Regions from separate parts of the Oryctolagus cuniculus genome. Here region 2 is linked to region 1. A link is a contact called in public Micro-C data. All regions are on one chromosome and are shown on one strand. The core of a region is the stretch at or near the end of the contact, and the rest is flanking DNA. Distances in the headings are between cores, read along the strand shown. Region 1 holds the start of CD80 (CD80 molecule). Region 2 holds the start of COX17 (cytochrome c oxidase copper chaperone COX17).

Region 1 (5,782 bases), core at 2,337-4,836:
ATATCCACAAAGTGCTCAGGGACCAGAAGAGCTGTTACCAGGGTGATGATGGTGAAATGCCTCCCTCAGGGGACCCCTGGGCCCGCCACCTTCTGACAGCAACACGGGGGTGCTCGTGCGTTCAGGGCGGTTCTGTTAATAGCAACACCTCGGGGCAATCTCTTCGCTTTCTGCTTGGTATCTGCTACAGACTTACGGACCCAGGATTTTCCTGGGATCCCATTAAAGGACCCCAGCTCTGAGGGCAAAGCCACACCACGTTGGCCCCTCTGCCTTACAGTCACCGGTTTCCGGAGTGCACAGTCAGGTGTTCCTGTCTCTGTCAACAGTGCACACCAGCCTGGCAGAGGGGAGAGGCGGGCTGCTCTCACCCTGTGCCAGAGAGAGGGGTCACTGCTTTGGGTGCCCGTGGCTGGGGAAGCGCAGAGTCGGGGCACTCTGGCTGCAGTGTGCCTTCTTGACCCAGAGCCAGATGGGAGAGCCCAGCGCCCTGAAGCTATGTCCTCCATAATCTTACTCCACTCTGTCACTCAATCTTGTCTCCCGCAGACCATGCACAACTGAAAGCTATGCTCCAGTCAGAGGCCCTTTCCAACCCACCCATTTCATTCTGATTGATTCCATTATTTTCACGAAAACCCTCACCGTGTTCTGGAAGCACTAAAACAGCCTGCCGATGGGTTTCGCACGATCACGGCAGCCGCCCTACCAGCCACTCTTTACGCTTCAGCAGCAACACTTTTTTTTTTTTTTTTTTTGAAATGTCATTAAAGCTTTCCTACCCAAATTAAAGATTTACGGTCTGGCAGTATCAGCATTGCCTGGGTGCTTCTTAGAAAATGCAAAATCTCAGGCCCCTTCCCAGACTAACTGAAGCAAAAATAGCATTTCCAAACAGTAGGTGAACTTTCTATTTCACAGCAATTTCAGATTCACAGCAAAATTGAGTGGAAAGTCACCGAGGGTTCTCCTATAACCCTCCCCACATATGCACGGCCTCCCCCACCATCAACATCCTACACCGTGTGGTGCATTGATGCCATAAGTAAGCCTACACTGACGCGTCGTCATCATCACCCAAAGTCCATGGTTTGTGTTAAGGTTCACTCCTGCTCCTGCACATTCTATGGGTTTTGACAAATCTATAGTGACCTAGATCCATCATTATAGTATAATGCAAAATAGTTTTACTTCTCTAAAAAATCCCCTGTGCTAGAAATTGCATTTTAATACTCCCCACCCCCACCCCAGTGATTGGTGTGCACAATTCAAGTGCGAACAGCACTGGGATAGACTGAGCTCCTTGTCTCATAAAGCAGATTCCTGACTGTGGCCTTCAAGCCTGGGGGCCTGGCTGCTCCCACTGCCTCCTAGTCCAGCACTGTCTTCCCTGGGGCCCTGCTTGCTCTCTCACGTCTGTGCTTCCCCCATGTGACAGGCCCTGCCCTCTGGAGAGACAGTGGCTCGGGGACAGCACTGGTCCCTTGCTTGCAAAGTCCTGGTCCCTGTTACTCATGCATCCTTGAGTCATCATTGAGTTACTTTTCTTCTTCCTCCCAAAGACCTTAAATTCCATAAAGATGAGAGCCGTGTCCATTTTGCTCATAGTTTGTCCCCAGGACCAAGAAAAGCATCCTGTACATAGCAGATGCTCGATGCCTGTCAAATTAATAAAGGATTAAGCAAAAGAATGAACACCTGTGTCCCATGCAGCCTTGCCCCTGCGCCTTGCCCAGGCTGCTGGCCTGCCCAGATTTCTCTGTCACCCGTATGCCTCCAGCTGCTCCAGCTCACCCTCGTCCCTCCTTTGCCAGAGTTTGGGTTTTTACAGCCAGGACCCAGCACAGCATCACTCTTTGCTTGTTTTCAAAAAGTTCATGGAAAATGTATATTAGGAAAATTAAGCATGGATTTCAAAATATCTGTGCACCAAAATAAATGTATTTTTAAAAATGTTGCCTTTCCACGAAATGTTCGAAGTACTCTTGTATATGGGTTAGTTTTCCTTTCCCAGGCAACCTATGCAAACCTCTTTGGGGACAAGAATCCCAGGCACAGCCTCTGTGGTGCCCCTGGAGCACGCACACTGTGTGTTCAGGTGTAAGGAGTTCACGGGCTGGTTTGTTGACTGAGTAACAGCAACAGTAATATCTGACTGGAGCCGTGGGACAAGGGGTTTTCCTAAACCTCTTTCTTTAGCTCAGAGCTCATCTTTTTTCATTTGCCTCTGACTATAATTTTCCTGGGACAATTGCTAATGTCTTGGTTTCATTTCTTTTGTGTGTGTGTTTTCGTTTTCCTTTTTGTTGTTTCTCTCTCTCTCTCTCTTTCTCTCTCTCTCTCTTCTTCCCTTCTCTGTCCGTCTCTCACACCCCCTTCCCCCAACACACCCTCATTTCCAGGAATTCCACCTGTATGAATTTCCTTCTACATATTTTAAACTCCCCAGAGAAGTCTCTTTGGGGAGTGTTTCCCTGCCTTCCCATAAGAACGCTGTAACTGTTGGAAATGTCATATAACCATTAAATATACACAAAATCTAACATGAAGGCTGTGAAGCTTCAACCATGGGTCTCCTGGCTCTACAACAGTATACAACAACAAATTTGACAGCTCAGGACAAAAAGTTGAAGACCACTGTGCTCAGGCACTCTCCCAGCCTCCAAGTCTTCTTCCTGGAGTTCCCGCCCCGGCTCCCGTTGCCACACAGACACACCGTGGAGATTCTGGGCTACGCGAAGGAAGCAGCTTTCAAGACCAGCACCTCTGCAGACTGGAAAGGTTCCGGCTGGAACCGGATCTCCTGTTTGTATTTGGGAAACCAGCAGGCTGAGCCCTCCCATCTCAACAGCACTCCAAGTCCAGCACCTCCTACAGCCACCGAGGCTGGAACAAAAGCCCCTGGATGTCCAAACATTCTTTGAGAGACCCTAGGTAGTAAATTAAAGTCTGAGACCATGAATTTGTCAGATGCCAAAAGACCTCAGCATCCAACATGGAGGAACACATATGAAGAGAAAGAGCCGGCATTCGGAAGATTATATTCCTCAACCACTCCCCTTGCCTTCGAATCGGAAGGCTGAATTTTAAAGGAAGACCACTTTAGCCGAATGGTAGAGAAATCTAGTTTGGGAACCAGATCCCTAGGACAACACCCTTAGCACGATACAGAATGAGAGAGAGAGCACCTGGCATTCATGCAAGTGGCCACAACTCTAAGCTGTGGCAAAATGAGCTTTTGGCTTTGTTATGATAACCCTGTCCCCACCTGGATGCTAACTTGCCGTGTGACCCTAAGCAGCTCCTCTAACCTCTGCGGAGCACAGTTTCCTGATCCCGACACTGGGTTGGAAACACCCAGCAGCTCCCTTCCAGTTCATCGGGCGACAGAAGGGGGCAGCAGAGAGAACGCCGCCGCCTCTCTCCCCACTGGCGCAGTGTCTCAGTTAGGTTCCCGCGTGCCGCTTACCTGAAGAGAAGTGGAGACCCGCCAGCGCCAAGAGCAGGCAGAGCTTGAGGTGTAGACACCTGGGCAGTGGAGTTCCCGGCCTCAGCGTGTGGCCCATGCCTCCAGGTGCTTAGGTTGGAAAATGAAAGCCAACAGTTCAGAGCCAGTAAGGCTGGACGCCTCCGGGGTACACGGGGCGCAGAGCGAGGCAACCGAGAAGCCTGGAGGTGCACACCAGGCAAGGGCAGAAGACGATGCAGCTGCCCCTCGTAGAAGGCTCTGTGCTGATGTTTGCCAAACACACTGGCGAGAGATTGGAAAGGGTTCCTGGGTCTCCAAAAGTTGTGGATTTGTTTTCACAACCTGAAAAAGAAAAAAAAATCGGCATCACCCAGGAAGGAGGGGAGGTCTGCTTCCTGGGTTCTAAAGCTCTGATTGCCCGCCTGAGCGCATCTGGGATCTTAACCTGGGAGACCTCTACGTAGGGCGCCGCCAGGAGGGGCAGCTCTGAGGTGACCTTGCCCGCGCCTATTCCAAGAACCAACCACAGCTCTTCTGTGAAACAGCTCTTGCTTCACAGATGTGGCTGACTTTATTAGAAACACAGAGAACTGTAAGGACCCTCGGCATCCGTCAGCCAGGCCACGGAAATTCCAGCTCCCTTCTGGACCATGGTACTGAAAACAGAGCAACCAGCACAGCTGGTTGTCCGAGTCATCGGACAGCATTTTTTTTCTAATTAATATAAACATGGGAACACAAGTGTCTCTGTTCTTCAACCCTTCTGCTCAAAGAACCTGTCCTAAAGGGGCGCGGGGTCTCCATCGAGACTAGTGGGAGACCAGCAGGTCTCCATTGCCAGTAGGAAGGGAGAAACAAGACGCACAGCCAACATTACTGATGAGCTCATGGGCTGCAGTGTGAGTAAGTTTTTTGTTTTGTTTGCCAGTAAATCTATCAAAACTGAGAAATGAAAATGACCGTGGCACTGTCACTCTCTCCGGGCCCCTGCACTGCTCAGCAGGAGCTCCGTCTCCTCTTTGAAGCAACCCCCGCCCCCCCCCCCCCAACTGGAGTGCCAGCCAAGGCCCATGCCCTGATCGGCACCATCTATTTGCGTCAGGGCTACCTTGGAGAGATGTATTTACCAGAAGTTTTCTCGCTGGACAGACTCAAAGTGGTCCTGCAGAAATAATCTTTTCTGCTGCCTAGGAAATTAAAAAACAATGGGCCATCCTTCTAATGGTGATTGTCCAAGTGTGTTGGGACTCTGTAGGCTCCCATGGGAATAAGAGACCCCAGCGGGCTCCGCTGAGACCAGGCATGCTTGCTAGAGGCAGGAGTGATGGGATGGTTGTTTAGAAGGCAGCCGGCTGTGGGTAACTAGTTCTACCCACTTATCCCCTAATAAGGCGACGGTCAGTGTACTTACTCACAAGTTCTTCTTTTCCTTCTGCGTTAACAGTCAAAGGGTGAGGCTGTGTCTCTGAGATGTTCTTTTCTCGCCGTCTCCACGATAATGGCAAACCACTCTGTCTTTCTTCGAGTGATATATCAGAGAGGTGGTATTTCCCCTCCCGACTTCCTTTTACTTGGTAGAGAATCTGAGCTCCGCCAGCCCAGGACTGGGTAGGGCGTCTGGTCTGAGGAAGCTCCCTCCGCCGCGCTCTCCTCTGTCACCTCCTTAGAGGGTGTGGCCCGGGGCGAAGCACCCAATAGCCCTCTCTGCTCCCCATCGACAAACTAACAAACAGGAAATCTTGAGGACCTTGGGCAGCTGGGCCAGGGCAGAGGAGAGAACATGCCCCAGTCGAGGGTGGGGCAGCTGCTAGTTTTGCCTGGGCAAAGTCTATAAGCTTTAAGGAGGGACTGCTTCTGCACTGCTCCAGAGTTCTGCTTTAGCAGCCAGAGTTTCTCAAACCTAGTCACTGTCCAGCCACTACAAGAGGTCAGCCACAGGGCCGGCGCTGTGGCGGAGCAGGGAAAGCCGCCACCTGCAGTGCCTACATCCCATGTGGGCGTCGGCTCAAGTCCCAGCGGCTCCACTTCCGATCCAGCTCTCTGCTATGACCTGGGAAAGCAGCAGAAGATGGCCCAAGTCCTTGGGCCCCTGCACCCACATGGGAGACCCAGAAGAAGCTCCTGGCTCCTGGCTTCGGATTGGCTCAGCTCTGGCCATTGCGGCCATTTAGGGAGTGGACCAGCATGGAAGACCTCTCTCTGCCTCTCTGTAACTCTGCCTTTCAAATAAATAAATAAATACATCATATATATATATATATATATATACACATATGTATTTGGTACACATTTTGGAGAGCGCTCAGCTCACAA
Region 2 (5,782 bases), core at 2,295-4,794, 140 kb after region 1:
TCCCATATGGGCACTGGTTCGAGTCCCGGCTGCTATACTTCCAATCCAGCTCTCTGCTATGGCCTGGGAAAGCAGTAGAAGATGGCCCAAGTCCTTGGGCCCCTGCACCTGTGTGGGAGACCCAGAAGAAGCTCCTGGCTCCTGACTTCGCATCGGCACAGTTCTGGCCGTTGTGACCAACTGGGGAATGAACCAGCAGATGGAAGACCTCTCTCTTTCTCTCTCTCTGCCTCTCCTTCTCTCTGTGTGTAACTCTGACTTTCAAATAAATACATAAATCTTTAAAAAAAAAAATCAGTTCCTCAGTCTCACTAGCCAAGCAGCTACCACACTGGAACAGTGCAGATACAGAACATTTCCATCATCACAGAACATTATATTGGACAGTACTAAAAAGGAATGAGGGGAAAGGGATGCCAGTTTACAGGAGGAGGTGTAGAGGGAGGGGATAACAAGTTTTTTTTTAATTGGATAAGTACATACCTTCTTTGTAATTTATTAAGAGGTAAGATTATTCATAAGATGCAAATTATGAATGGAATGTAAAAAAAAAAAAAAAATCCAGAACAATTCCCATGAAAGTCGACCAAAGGGATCCATAAATGAAAAAACAGAACATCCATTCTTTGTGAATAGAGACCTGAATGAAGTGGGGGAGTGACCTAAGTCAATAAATACAGAAAGAGCTTCCAAAGAAAAGAAAATAATTTATTTGTGGTATTACTGGATACACATCACTTAAGGTCCCTTTAAGCATAAAAATTTTGATTCAAAGTTCAAAAATGGTGTGGAGTTCAGTTTTATGAGAATGATGCATGGTACAAAAGAAACAGCCACAGTCCCCTTTCCCTCTCGCAGACAGCAGGACTTCCCTTTGTTACCTACTTCCTACTGAAAATACTGAATACCGCAACACTGGAGACGAGAAACAGAGAACATTTTCCTTTCAGTTCCTTTAAGCTGGACAATGAAACATTTTGAACTTACTACGGCTGTCAGCTGTTGGTCCCACTGAATCCAAAAGCTTTTTGTCAAACCTCTTCTTGAAAGCTAGATTCTCCCCTTCCTAAATCCAATAAATGCCTCCCAATTTGTCAGCAACATCTGCTCCTATACTGAGAGCTGTGGTTTTTTAGTGATATTTAAGCATATTACCCTTAACCAGGTGAACTACCTCTGAGAGCACGTTGCCCAATGGTTGCTAAATCTGTAAAGCAATAGAGAAACAGTAAGCTCACCGTTTATATCTTAAATCCCAGGGCTCTCATGCATTCCTTGTGGGCCTCAATTAGATGTCCACAGTGCTCTTCTCCTTTCTCGATGATGCTATAAACAAAATGTACTTGTCACATAACCAAGTAGGCATTAAACACAATAAATAAGCATGCAGTATGGGGAGTGAGGCAGAACAAGGATAGGATGGAACACAACAATTTAAAACGCTATAGAGCAAAACAGCTTTGTTTTTATTTGATATTGTTATTGCTTCCACACCTTCCAAGATGTTCCACAGGTAAGTAGGTTTAGGGGGAGTATGATGAGAAGAAATACTTAGACATATCAAGTATTGCTTCTAGTCCAAGGAGTAACACTGCTATATAATGAAATAAGCTGAATGAATACCATATTTATCCTAAATGAAGAGCACAAAGTAAAGACTAAAATCTCACAGCTTTATTTCTAGGATCTGAAAATGCAAATTTTAGAAAATAATCAGCTATGCAAATGTAATTTTAGGGGCCTGCATAGCGGCATTGTGAGTTAAGCCACCACCTGCAATGCCGGCATCCCACATGGGTGCTGGTTTGAGTCCAGGACACTTCACTTCCAGTCCAGCTCCCTGCTGATGCACCTGAGAAAGCAGCAAAGGACGGCCCAGGTGCTTGGGCCCCTGCACCCACTATGGAGATCTGGAGGAAGCTCCTGGCTATTGAGGCCATTTGCGGAGAGAACCAGCAGATGGAGGATCTTTGTCTATCTGTAATTTTGCCTTTAAAATAAATAAATAAATCTTTCAAAAATATGTAATTTTTGTAAATAATATCAACCCAAGTTCAAGTATAAGAAAAAACTGATTCCTCACTACAGCTATGTGGGGAAAAGTCACAGTCACCAGAGACAATTCATGCAACAAGAATTTAAAGATGGGAATAGGTTCTTCCCACTCATCCTTCAAAAGCTCAAAAGGCTGCCTTCAAATGAAGTACTGCCAGGGACACGGAGCTCCTTATCAAAGTAACAGCCATATATACTGTGTCAGGCACTTGATGTGGCTTTTATCATTGACTTTTACAGTGACTGTTAGGTAGATATTTTTATTAGGCCTATTTTACAAACACATGAGGCAGAAATATTAAATAATTTGCTCAAGGTCACCAAGTTGGTGGTTCAGGGTTCAAACCTCGACTCTGGATCCCTGGCTCTTAATCATGATGCTGTACTGTCCACACATTCCGTAAGCACTTACTGCTAACACGGGAGCAATTTCAGTAGGAGACTGCAGCCTTCCAATTCTCTTCACAGTCCTATTTGCAAAGCACCGACTATAACAGAGGCACTGAGCTCCTACCCTCTTGTTACCCCCTGATACCACTTAGGACTTCCCTGCTTTATGAAGACACAAAAGAGCTGGAGGGAGAAGTGCACATTCACAGCACCTGAGGCCTCTGGCTAAAGAGATTTGTTCTACAATAGTGGTTACATAAGACGATAAGGAACAAGACCTTTTGTGTATGGATGATAATTTAAATGCGCTGTTTTGAACCGACAGGCAGGCTGATCATACAGACTGGTTGATTTTTTTTAACTTCGGGTTGCCTTCAAAGGGTTGAAGGTGAACCTTCTGGAACTATAAGCAATGGGTCCAGTGGCCTATTTTTTTCTAGATTTGGGGAGAAAGCCTTAGAAATTACCAGAACACGTTTACTCTTTAATCTTGCCAAATCCTCTAGCATAGGCCTTTCCATGACATAGCAATTACTGGTGTAAGTGGCCATTAACTTTAAGCTCCTTTAAGTCAGTGTCTACCCTTTTCTACAGTTTTGGACCTAAGGCAGTGCTTAACTCCTAACAGAAGGTCAGCAGCCATCTATCGGAAGGAGTGAGGGCGTGAACAGAACCCGGGGCCAATCTAACCTCTCTCTCCTCCATTCAGCGTCCCCTCGCACTGGGCTAAGGGTTCAGTCAACACGTGGCCGACTGCGAAACCTACGGGGCTCTCTACGTCTCTGTGGAGCACGGAACAGCAAGGCGAGGGCTAGCGGCAGAGGCACCGGAACCCCTCCCGGCGGCGCACTGACCACGCATCGCGCGCCTTCTTGGTCTCCGGGCAGGCGCAGCAGGGCTTCAGCGGCTTCTTCTCCTGAGGCTCAGACGGGGAAGGGCTTGCGGCCGCCAGACCCGGCATCTTTCTCGCCGAAAGCAGCTAAAACGCAGACACCCTAAACTCGCAGCCTCTGCAGAGCCGATTCGTCCGCAGTCACTTCCGCGGTCGCTCTAAACAGGACAGGAAGTCCCGCCCTCCTCCTCCGGAGCGCCGAGGGATTAAACGACGGCTGCGCAGAAGAGGTGAAATTGAGGTCAGGGGGAGGCTGCTTCCTCGGCGCATGCGCAGAGAAGCCGATTGAAAGGCGAGGAGCTGCTCTTCTGGCGCAGCGACATAAGCTGTCGTCTGCAATGGTGGAGTCCCATGTGGACGGGAGTTCGAGTTCCGGCTGCCCCACTCCGGATCCAGCTCCCTGATAATGCACCTAGGGGAAAGCAGCAGAAAATAATGCAAGTGCTTGGGCTTCCTGCACTCATGTGGGAGATCCAGATGAAGCTCTTGAACCTGGCTTTGGCCTGGTGCAACCGTTGGGAGAGTGAACCAACAAGGGAAGAGCTCTCTGTCTTTCCCTCTCTAACTGCCTTTCAAATAAAATAAGTCTCAAAACAAAACAGAGGTCGCCAGAGGTGTCAACCATCTTGCTAGGATTCACCTAGGATGAGAACAGCAAAACAACTAAGAGAGCTCTCAATCTTTCCACCCGCTACGAATATCGAAACTGAACCCTAAGAGGGTGAAATGACTTGTCTCAGCCAAACAAGAGAAAGCACTAGTGAAAGCCAGCTCCTTTGACTAACACTGGTTTCCCATCTTTTCACTCAGGGTCATCACCTGCCTTCTTCCTGTCCCCTACCTACTGTTGTCCTTGACCATTTTTTTCATAGAGTTAGTTAACAATCAGGCAAAGACATCTGCACAATCCAATCCACAAGTGTTGGGGTTGGGGAGCGGAGAAAGGTCCTCGAAGCCCACGTGCCTCTCCTGCCCACCTTGGGTGTTAACTCCTCAGCTGATTTGTGTGTATAACTCCTTGCCAATGGATTCCATTATGAATTGTTCAGTCATGGATTTGCTGAACATCATTAATAAAATTGAAAAGTACCTCCTGTTTGGTATTTCTTGACTTCAGTTAGGTAAAGTAATAAAGTGGTGCCCACGTTATTTGCAATATGGTAAACATAGTCATTGAATGTTGTCTTGCAGAGAACTGTTACACACAGGGAATGAACTTGATTTTTACAGCAGGATTTGGGAGCATTGTTCAATAGCTGCCTGGTAATAGCTGTTTTGGTATTCAAACTTTCAGTATCACCTAACCCATGTTTGTGTCTATGAGTCTATTTCAGCGATTTAGCTTGGAAACTATTGGTGTGTGGGGGATATATAAATATCTAAGACAGTTTAGGGAGTTAAGAGGATTGTGATAAGCTGAATATGCAGATTATAGATCAAAAGATAGAACAGGTTTTCTGCAATTAAGATCTTTTTACCCATTTGTTTTCAGGGGCAACTCTAAGGTTAGTTTTCTTAGTACCTTTTTGTATCAAATTCTCACTTTTTGTTTATTGCTTCTTTGCTTTAGTGAAGAGAGCACAGGTACTGCTGTGACAACTCGCCCTCTCTGTGACTTGTGGCAGGTAAACTAGTATTGCCAAACCTCAGGCAAAAAGGTTGGGTAGCAACCTTGTCTCCGCCGCACACTTCCTTTAACCTGCTGTGTGCATGAAATGAACAAACCCTCAGTTTCCTCCTGAGCACTGTGATGCTTGTACTCTTCAACAACTGCTTCTCCAAGACAGAATATTCTCCTTCCCTTGAGAGAAGGACCAAAGAATGAGTGAATATTTAGTCATTTATTTCCAGCTACTTAATTTGCATCTTGTTTCAGACATGTGTGTAGCCCACACATGTGGGCTACTTTTTCTTTTAGTTTTTAATTTATGAGCAAGTAAGCTTTAAGGTCAACTTCTGATTTTTTTTTTTTAACATTATCCTTATTCTTCACTTTTCTTCCCACCCTGAATGTCTTTAGACTTGTGAGATGGCCTACATTTGGCATTAAAGGAAGAGTAGGAATACACACATGAAATTTATTGTTTCCTGTTCTACCTCATGAAAAATCTAAATAACCTACTTTTTTTTTTTTTTTTGACAGGCAGAGAGGCAGAGTGGACAGTGAGAGAGAGACGGAGAGAAAGGTCTTCCTTTTTGCCGTTGGTTCACCCTCCAATGGCCACCGCAGCCGGCGCGCTGCGGCCGGCGCACTGCGCTGATCCGATGGCAGGAGCCAGGAGCCAGGTGCTTTTCCTGGTCTCCCATGGGGTGCAGGGCCCAAGGACTTGGGCCATCCTCCACTGCACTTCCGGGCCACAGCAGAGAGCTGGTCTGGAAGAGGGGCAACCGGGACAGAATCCGGCGCCCCGACCGGGACTAGAACCCAGTGTGCCAGCGCCGCAG

What was found. A called contact is a pair of places that touch in the nucleus more often than the background predicts.
Region 2: a contact with region 1 is called in a Micro-C map of ear pinna, with 4 times the contacts expected there. The contact joins the promoter of COX17 here to the promoter of CD80 in region 1. A contact is called at or near these places in 3 of 6 Hi-C or Micro-C datasets (ear pinna, psoas muscle and an unstated tissue).

Annotation. Positions count from the first base shown.
Region 1 is chr4:76,068,579-76,074,360 of mOryCun1.1, forward strand. CD80 (CD80 molecule) reads right to left here and starts at 3,587. Exons shown (of 6, transcript NM_001082663.1): 1 at 3,470-3,587. The coding sequence starts at 3,566.
Region 2 is chr4:76,206,334-76,212,115 of mOryCun1.1, forward strand. It overlaps COX17 (cytochrome c oxidase copper chaperone COX17), which reads right to left and starts at 3,545. Exons shown (of 3, transcript XM_002716664.5): 1 at 3,300-3,545; 2 at 1,239-1,326. The coding sequence starts at 3,406. The coding sequence ends at 1,242.